Linked DNA regions of Triticum aestivum: regions 1 and 2 are each linked to region 3. A link is a contact called in public Hi-C data. All regions are on one chromosome and are shown on one strand. Each heading gives the region's core, a stretch centred on a gene start, on an enhancer-like site or on the middle of the called end of the contact. The rest is flanking DNA. Distances are from core to core; before and after follow the strand shown.

Region 1 (2,745 bases), core at 223-2,722, 230 kb before region 3:
CGGCTGGTGTAGCTATTAATAGATTAAAGAAGCTATTCCCGTAAGTGCCAAGCCCATGGAATTATTTCTTTCTGAAAATATGGCTGCTGATTTTGTGCACAAACAACTGTGTCTTGGGGATGGAATGGAAGTGCCTGAGCGCCATGGATCTGTGATGCGGCATATGCTCTTTGCGCTTCGCAAGGGTATTGAATCGTCATTGCTGGTGGCAACGGGGTTGTCATTCGTGGAGTCATTTTGCATGTTCTCCCCCAAGTTTTGATAAAGCAAAGTAAAAAAAGCATAGGTTTGGAGAGTCGATCATAGCAGCAATGTCCCCTCAGATGTGATCTACCAATGCGCTCCCGTCATGTATAATATCGATTTTGACAATTATTTGTTGAAACAGCTTGATTTTGCCAGTAAAGTGCTCCGCAATGCCGCATGCATCCTTTTGCTATTCTGATGCGGCTTTCAGGGGAAACGGCAGCTTCAGGTGAAGTCTCACCGAGGCTGTTGGGCAACAACCCTTTTTGCTTACATGTTGCCCTCACTGAATTTAGACGACATTTCAACCTTCCCTTTAGGTTTGGTTGTTTGGTTGTCCCTCTCACTGAATTTTCATGTATTGGAAGGCGTCTGCGTCAGTGATGTGTGCCTAATATGATGGTGTGGATTGCTCACCGCCGGACCTTATTGTGCATGGACATGCAAGATGCAACTATGCAAGTGGGTCTGAGGCGAATTCCTGTTCTAATAATTGGGCGTCGCGTTCACTGGCGAAGTTGGGCTTAGTCTGTTGGGTCATTTTTGTATCAAGTACAGGAGGTGAGCCTTAGGTCATTGACTCGTTTGTTACAGAATAGCAATCAAGTGACCTGGCAGGGAAAGGAAAGCTGGCATCTTAGGTGTCTGCCCCCAGATGTCTCAGTGCATGATGATTCCCAGCCATTCAGGTGCCGTCACCGGTTAAGGAATGATCGTATCAGGCCAACCAATATCGATACCAGTTCACACACGCTCCGAGTAGCAATAATAAACGGTAAAGAGGACAGCTTGATCTTGTGCTTCGACTGGTACGGACACACGCGGCAAGGTGCGGCGCCGGCGCCGGCGCCAAAGCTATCTCCAACTTGCTTCTTTCCGGAAGAGAAAAGATGTTATCACTGGAGGACGTTACAAAAAGAAAAGCATCCCCAACTGCATCTATCCACGGAGGGGAAGAGCTCTCCTTTTCCATCGCCCCTTGCACGAGCGGGTCATTCAGTCAGTCAGTCAGGGATAGAAAAAAGTAGAGAGAGAGGCGCCGGAGCCGCAAAGTTACGGCGCGCACGCACGCTTTCCCTCGCGCGTTTCGGCCTCGGTCGGATCAAAGAACGAGCGAGCGAACGAACGAACGGCATGATCGATCGCGTAGGGCCCATGGGGGCGGCATGTGTGGTGGTTAGGTACGGCCCTTTTCCCGACGCGCTACCCTTTTTTTATCTGTTCGGCCGATTGATGCTCATGCTCATGATCGGGACCATGCGTGAACAGAACTGCGCCGTGACCACAACACAGTTCAGACCTTATCGGAGCCGCCGAGAGGTTACGAGACGGGGAGAGAATGAGTAGGGCGTGACCACGTACGCGCCGCTGCCGCGGACCGCCCAGCGACTCGTGGCGATCATGCGAGACTGATGAACCTACGAATTTAGCCCCCATCCGCCCGTTTTCAAGGAACTAGTACTGCATAAAATCCCGGTACGTGCAACAACCTTGAACGAGACCCTGCCCTACCAATATATATTTTCTTTTCAAGGAACCAGCAGACTCTCTAAAAGCATCTCCAAAAGATGATCCAAATTTTGACGGTCCAAAACCGGAGATGTAAATTTTGGACCGTCAAAAAATACGTTTTGGAGCTTCGAAAAAGGCCAACTCCAACAGATGGTCCAAATTCATGGTCCAAAAAAGCAACTCCAATAGATGGTCCAAATGCATGGTCCAAAACCGGCCAACAGCCGCCCGGCTGCTGTTCATCCGCTGTCCAGCCGCAGATATTTGAAAATAACATAAAAAAAATCATATCCACAATATCAAATTATTGCATAGTTCTTCAGATCCAGGAGATGCAATGCAACACAAATATAACATAGTTTTGCACAATACAACATAGTTTTGAACAAACAAATAATAAATCTATGCGGATCTTTCGCCATGCCATTTCCAATGCTCTTCCATCAAATCTTTCTGGAGTTGGTCATGCACATCGCTGTCTCTAATCTCGCTGTACACCTTCATGAAACGTTTGATGCGCTGTTCTTTTCGCATGGGGTTAATAGGAATGCCCATCAAGTGATAGAAGTTGCAATGTAAATGTTTTCCATGCTCGTTCTCAATGATTATGTTATGCATGATCACGCAAGCGGTCATGATGTACCAAAGGATCTTTTGATCCCGAAATCTAGATGGTCCTCGCACAATAGCAAATTGGGATTGCAAAATCCCAAATGCCCTCTCAACATCTTTTCTAGCCGCCGCTTGTGCATTATGAAAGACAGGTTCTTTCTTACCTTCAGATTTTGCAACCGGCTTGACGAATGTACTCCACCTCGGGTAGATCCCATCTGCAAGATAGTACCCATAGTTGTAGGTGCGGCCATTTGCTTCGAAGGTCACCGGTGGTGCTTCTCCATTTGCTAAGTTGGCAAAGAGAGGTGACCGGTCGAGCACGTTAATGTCGTTGCAAGAACCGGGCATACCAAAATATGCATGCCAAATCCA
Region 2 (2,700 bases), core at 170-2,669, 150 kb after region 3:
TGCTCCATACTGCAAAGTCTCTCTCAAATCTTAATTACAGTGAGATTCCATACTGCCGCGTCATGTCTTTCTTGTGCCGCTTGTCACTCTGATTTGAGTTGAGCACGAACCAAACGACCAATTGGAACGTAACATGTCACACACAGGTAGCGCGCGCTTTCGTTTCGTTTCTTTCGTGAAAGCAAACAGTGGGAAGTCACAGTGACTTGTGAGGCGAACCTCTCACAGCCTCCACAGTCTCGGCTCGCTCTTGTAGCATTCAGTTCAACGACCTAGGTAAGCTAGGCAAGCAGCCGGACGGCGACAGCCCAGCAATCCAATTCGGCTTAGCTTACCTTGCGGACCATGACGTTTCTCTCCCTCGCTCCGTTACGCCCGGTCTGCGACCAATCACTTGCTACTTACTTTCTTCGTTTGGGTTTATCAGTCTCTTTCATATTGCGGGGTAAACTTTGACTATATATTTTAGCAAAGAAAATATAAACTATATATGCCACAAAAAAAGAACTAGTAGTATCATAGGAAAACTCTTTCGAATACAAATTTAACAATATAATTTTTGTGAGATATACGTTACATTTTGCTAGATAAATATATGATCGATTTTTGACTCGAATTACGAAGGGGCCAATAAATCAGAACAGATGAGATAGAATTAAGCATGCACGCGCGACACGCCTCCGGCGGCCGACGGAAACCAACCATAGTTAATGTACCGGTCCGTACGTACAGTGCGTACTACACCAGTTCGGTTTAGATGTGCCTTAATTAACTCTCACCTTTCCGTTTGCATCACTTCACCAGCTAGAGTAATCCCCAGGATCGTATCTTGTCCACATGCAATGCACGCTTACTTACGATCCGAGACGCTTTACGTGTTCGCCGTCTTCTCCTGTCGTACGAGCTATACTAGCTAGGCTTGCTTTTACGATGTCAACGTCGATGCGGACGTCTCGCACGGTTCGCATCGCACCACTACCGCTAGTATGTGACACTACTTACACTACGCACGGTGAAAAATCTGAGCTACTGGAGGAGTGAGGAGTCGCGATAGCGCCGTGACCTAGGGTTTCAATTTGCCACGCAACACGCACATAAGATCTTTTTTTTCGGAGCAGAGCTGGCTGCCTGCCTGCCGGGCACATGGAACTGTCCACCGCCGGCTCCGGCTGGCCCGGCCTGGCCGGCCTCTCATCTTATCTCTCGCAACAACCACAGCACACAGCTCACTCACGGCCTAAGCTTGCTTGGTCAGATGATATCATAGTATAACTCCATCTGTTATCGTCCTAGCTAGGCCGGCTTCAGATCCGGCTAGTAATAATCCTTGCTGCCAGAGGCACAGCGCAGCAGGCAGCTACAGCATGTCGACATGTCTAGCCAGTGCGCATCGTGAGATGTATGGACGCGGGCAGCCAGCCAGAGGAGATGAGATCGCGACCGGTGTGGACAGAGAGAGACGGCACGCACGGTGGGGCACGGGGCACCGTGGCGTCTCGGCTGGCCGTTCTCAGCCGGCCGGCCGGCACGGCGTGGGCGGACGTGCCGGGGCCCGGCACCGGCCGCGCCCAGCCAGCGCGTGACCCGTGCCGCGCGGCGGATCTGCACTCTGCCATTGCATCGTGCGCGCGTGCCATGCCAATATGCCATGGCATGCAATTGCGTCACATCACAGATCACACCCACCCAAACGAAGGTCGAACGCCCGGAGTAATCTGATGCCGCTCCCAAGGTGACCTGCTGGCCAGGGACGACGATTGCGATCTCTGATCGTTATCCGCACGGCTGATGGTGCACGCACGCACGCTGTGTTGATTTTTTTACCGCGCGAGTTCCTTCAGCCGTCTCGCCATAAAGCTGACGCGACCTCACGCTCACCGTCGAGTTGCTACCACTGGCAGCGCCTAGGGCTAGCTAGCTGTGTGCGCGACCAGCACTAACTCCGACCCGACCGGACAGGACATCACTTGCCATCCTCTGGTGCTGTCAAAACAGAGATTGCTTGGCTCTCGGCAGTGCTACGTAGCGCAAAACACACCGAAGGGGGAAAGGTTTCACTGTGCACTAGTGCTATTCAGACAGAGACGCCATGACACCTAGTTATCTCTGCACTGAGTACTGGAACATTATCACGCTAGATGAGAAAAATCATTCGAGCCTCGGATGTACATTTCCTTTTTATCTTCTGCCAAATTCACAGGCTCACTTATCCGAATCAAGAAGGGATGCATGCATGCATTGTTTACTGCCTCAGTAATTATTCCTGGAACTTTACCCTGGCGCGGGGACGAGTTTTACCCCTCAATACGAGTGCGTACTTTCGTATAGCGTCTTTCGCTTTTCATCGAATACGGACGGTGGCCTGGCCTTTGCCAGTACGAAGATGGGACGAGGATGGTGCAAAAGCTAAAGCACTCTGGCTCTCAAAGGAAACAGGAATAGAAACACGGAAGAGGAAAAAAGGCATCAAAAGTGGGGACGACGCCTTTGGCTCTCGGATATAAACAGTAAAACTGTAAGAAAAAACAGTTTGGATTTTGAAAAAAATATGATTCTTTTTTATGAATACATGTGTGCTAGTTTTTTTTCTTTTTGCAAAACGCTTATATGCTAGTTTCGCACTAAAGTTGTTTTTTTCCGGACGGGTCATGATACTTGTGCTTTCCCATGAAAATTTACAGACACCCAAAAATAGCTAAA
Region 3 (2,700 bases), core at 142-2,641:
ATCCGCGAATCGACGGGCGAAAGAGGAGGGATCAGATCGCGGGAACGGACCGGGGATCGCGGCAAAACAATCCTGCTGCAGTGTTACCAGAAACAGATGCAGGAAAAGTGCTTCGACCGAGACATCCGCGAGTGTGACCACTGAACACCGCCGCTGGACACAGTAAGTAGTCCCCAGCGGAGCAGAGCAGAGCAGAGCGGCGACCCCATGCAGTGCAGTGCAGCAGGGCCGCGGCGGACAAGGACGCCCGGACAAGCCATCACCTTTAGGCTCGGTTAAACAAGTTTTTATCCCAAGCACCAGCTAATCGCGCCTGCTTAGTTTATTAAGCATCCCAAGAGATAGAGAGGTGGCCAGGCCGACCGATCGATCAGGGAATCTCAATCCCTTTGAATAGCTACTGTGCCTGGCTGGGCTCAGATTGCCGCAGGGCAAGCAGTGGTAGCAATTATAGTAAGCAGTGTGCAATGGATTCCTTGAGTTCTCTGTCAAACCACGTAGAGTACTCTCTCTGTTTGCACACCTGCCTGCGGTGAATCGGACGGACCACATGCAAGTGGCGGGTGTTTTGCTGCTAGGATCTCCAGATGTGGCCCTCGATCGGCGCTGCATTACAGATGGGGTCAAGTCGACGATCTACTGACAGCAGTAAAAGTGACGAGTTGTTGGTTGCATTTCGTGATGAAAATTCAGCATCGGAGTGAAACGGCAGACCGAATTGCCCAACAACCGGTGACCACTCACCTGATGACTGCTCGCCGGCAGATCGAGTACCCGTGTCCAAATTCAACACCTTCCGTCGCCAACGTTGAAACTCCGTCGCCGCCTCGATAACGCCATTAATTCCTCACGACATCCGGCGGGCGATGCTGGCGCTCCTGCCCGCGTTGGGCTGAGCTGTTAGGCAGGCCGGTACGTGCTGACGCAGAATCGGCCCGGCTGCGCTCACCTGCTTTGGGCTGTTCACGTGTTCCCGTCACTGATTTTTGTTGTTGCACCACACTACTAGTCCTCTCCTAGGACGTGCAAGCGATGAACGGGTGATCGATCAGTCGGTTGCCGAAGTTAGGCCGAGGCTTTTGGGATGAAAAAACGTACGGGAGCGCTAGTTGCATGGCCTTTGGTAGAGGCAAGTGTGCGATAATATTCAGGTGGGTAACAATAAAGAAATGGCCCACAGAGAGCAGCTGGCCGCGGGCCTTGGACCGGCCACAGCGCCGCCGGCGCCCGGCCCGTGCGACGGCGACGTTGCACGCGTGCACCGGTCGGCCGTGCGCCTAGTGCGTCTCCTCATCATTTTTTGGAAGCGGAAAAGGAGCATCTTCAGCTGGCCTTTGACCTGTCCTCCACTAGCGGTTGCCGCCCAAGGGGCGCTGCAGCAGAGCATGTGTAGGGTGATGAGTCGAACGGGACCACGTCATCCCCACTTGCACGAGCGGAGCGGGTCAGGGATAAGAAAAGGAAAAGAGCTGGCGCTGGTCGGACAAGTGCGGCGTTGGCGGCGCCGCCGGCGACGCACGCATCCCGACCGGCTGAGATTCGGCCTGAACCACCACCGGGCAAGATGCACCGGCGCCTCGCCCGCTCATGGTGGGCGCCCATGTTGGGACCGCAACGGAACCGCGTCGTGAGTCGTGACCACAGTTGAGATGAACAGAGCGTGACCACAGTTGAGATGAACAGAGAGCGTGACCACCGAACTGCGACCACGGCCGTTACTAACTCACGCCGGACGGACGGAACGAACGAGCTGCTCAACTTTCTCTTCATTGATGGATCACACACGGTACGAGCGTACTCCCTCCGTTCGAAATTACTTGTCTTAGAAATGGATGTATCTAACATCCGTGCAAACCAGGACTGGCCGTATGGTCCAAGGTTAAGTGAATGTGACATGTAATGGGCCGTGGTGTATGTGTACCATGTTATTTGACTTACGAGCAACGATTTTTATGGCATTAGATTTGCGAACCAACCTATACACTTTTTTTTTGCGAATACGCAAAGATTGCGTATCATTCCATTGATAGGTAGAAGAGAGTTTACATACAAGTGTGCTGCTCTTGCGGCCGTACACAACTAGCTGGCGGCATCAAGAGAGCAAGTGAGCAGAAGGAAAGGTTGCTCAGCCTCGTGGTGAAAGGTCAGGTTACATGCAAAATTCGGTCTAGCCCTTTTGCGCCGGCCTTGGCCCAGTTCACAGCCTCCTGCTGAATGGTCGCCGTGAGATGGGTATGGGATGGAGTTTCTCCGTCGAAGATGACAACATTTCGATGCTTCCAAGTACTCCATGCCGTGAGGATGATCAGTGAGTTGACGCCTTTTTGCAGACATGTCGGAGTGGTGGTAGCCACGGTCTCCCATCAACCGAAGAAGCCGGTGGTTCCGTCCGGTGGTGCAATGGGCAGCCGGCACTAGGCAAGCACCTCGTGCCAGGATATGCGCACTAGCACGCATCCAACAAGCAAGTGATCGATGGTCTCGTCCGCTTGGTTACAGAGCTTGCAGTCGGGGCCGTGGGGTAGCCCATGTCTCGCGCGCCGTTCCGCTGTCCAGCAGCTATTAAGGGCAGCAAGCCATAGGAAGATTTTGGCATTTGAGGGCGCCCAGGTCCTCCAGATGAGTCGCCAGAAGGGTGCAGTGGTGGAGCCGTGGAAGAGTGCGTGGTAGCAGGAGCTCGCCGTGTAGATTCCATTAGAA

Evidence for each region. Hi-C and Micro-C count contacts between places; a contact is called where the count stands out from the background.
Region 1: a Hi-C map of leaf shows a contact between it and region 3, with 2.8 times the contacts expected there. The contact joins two enhancer-like sites. A contact is called at or near these places in 2 of 5 Hi-C or Micro-C datasets (both in leaf).
Region 2: a Hi-C map of leaf shows a contact between it and region 3, with 6 times the contacts expected there. The contact joins two enhancer-like sites. A contact is called at or near these places in 1 of 5 Hi-C or Micro-C datasets (leaf) and 1 of 1 datasets of contacts at active chromatin or transcription factors (leaf).

What each region holds. Positions count from the first base shown.
Region 1 is chr4B:34,258,703-34,261,447 of IWGSC CS RefSeq v2.1, reverse strand. It overlaps LOC123090826 (outer envelope protein 64, chloroplastic), which reads left to right. Exons shown (of 14, transcript XM_044512169.1): 13 at 1-40; 14 at 132-401. The coding sequence ends at 138. Among protein-coding and RNA genes, the nearest start is that of LOC123090826, 13 kb to the left of the region's middle. Within about 2 kb of position 1,472, at least 6 of the 8 cell types and tissues checked have an H3K27ac peak or open chromatin away from gene starts, as enhancers often do. A contact at or near this core is called in leaf, where this site is marked.
Region 2 is chr4B:33,876,995-33,879,694 of IWGSC CS RefSeq v2.1, reverse strand. No RefSeq gene overlaps it. Among protein-coding and RNA genes, the nearest start is that of LOC123090825, 260 kb to the right of the region's middle. Within about 2 kb of position 1,419, at least 7 of the 8 cell types and tissues checked have an H3K27ac peak or open chromatin away from gene starts, as enhancers often do. A contact at or near this core is called in leaf, where this site is marked.
Region 3 is chr4B:34,025,947-34,028,646 of IWGSC CS RefSeq v2.1, reverse strand. No RefSeq gene overlaps it. Among protein-coding and RNA genes, the nearest start is that of LOC123090826, 250 kb to the left of the region's middle. Within about 2 kb of position 1,391, at least 5 of the 8 cell types and tissues checked have an H3K27ac peak or open chromatin away from gene starts, as enhancers often do. A contact at or near this core is called in leaf, where this site is marked.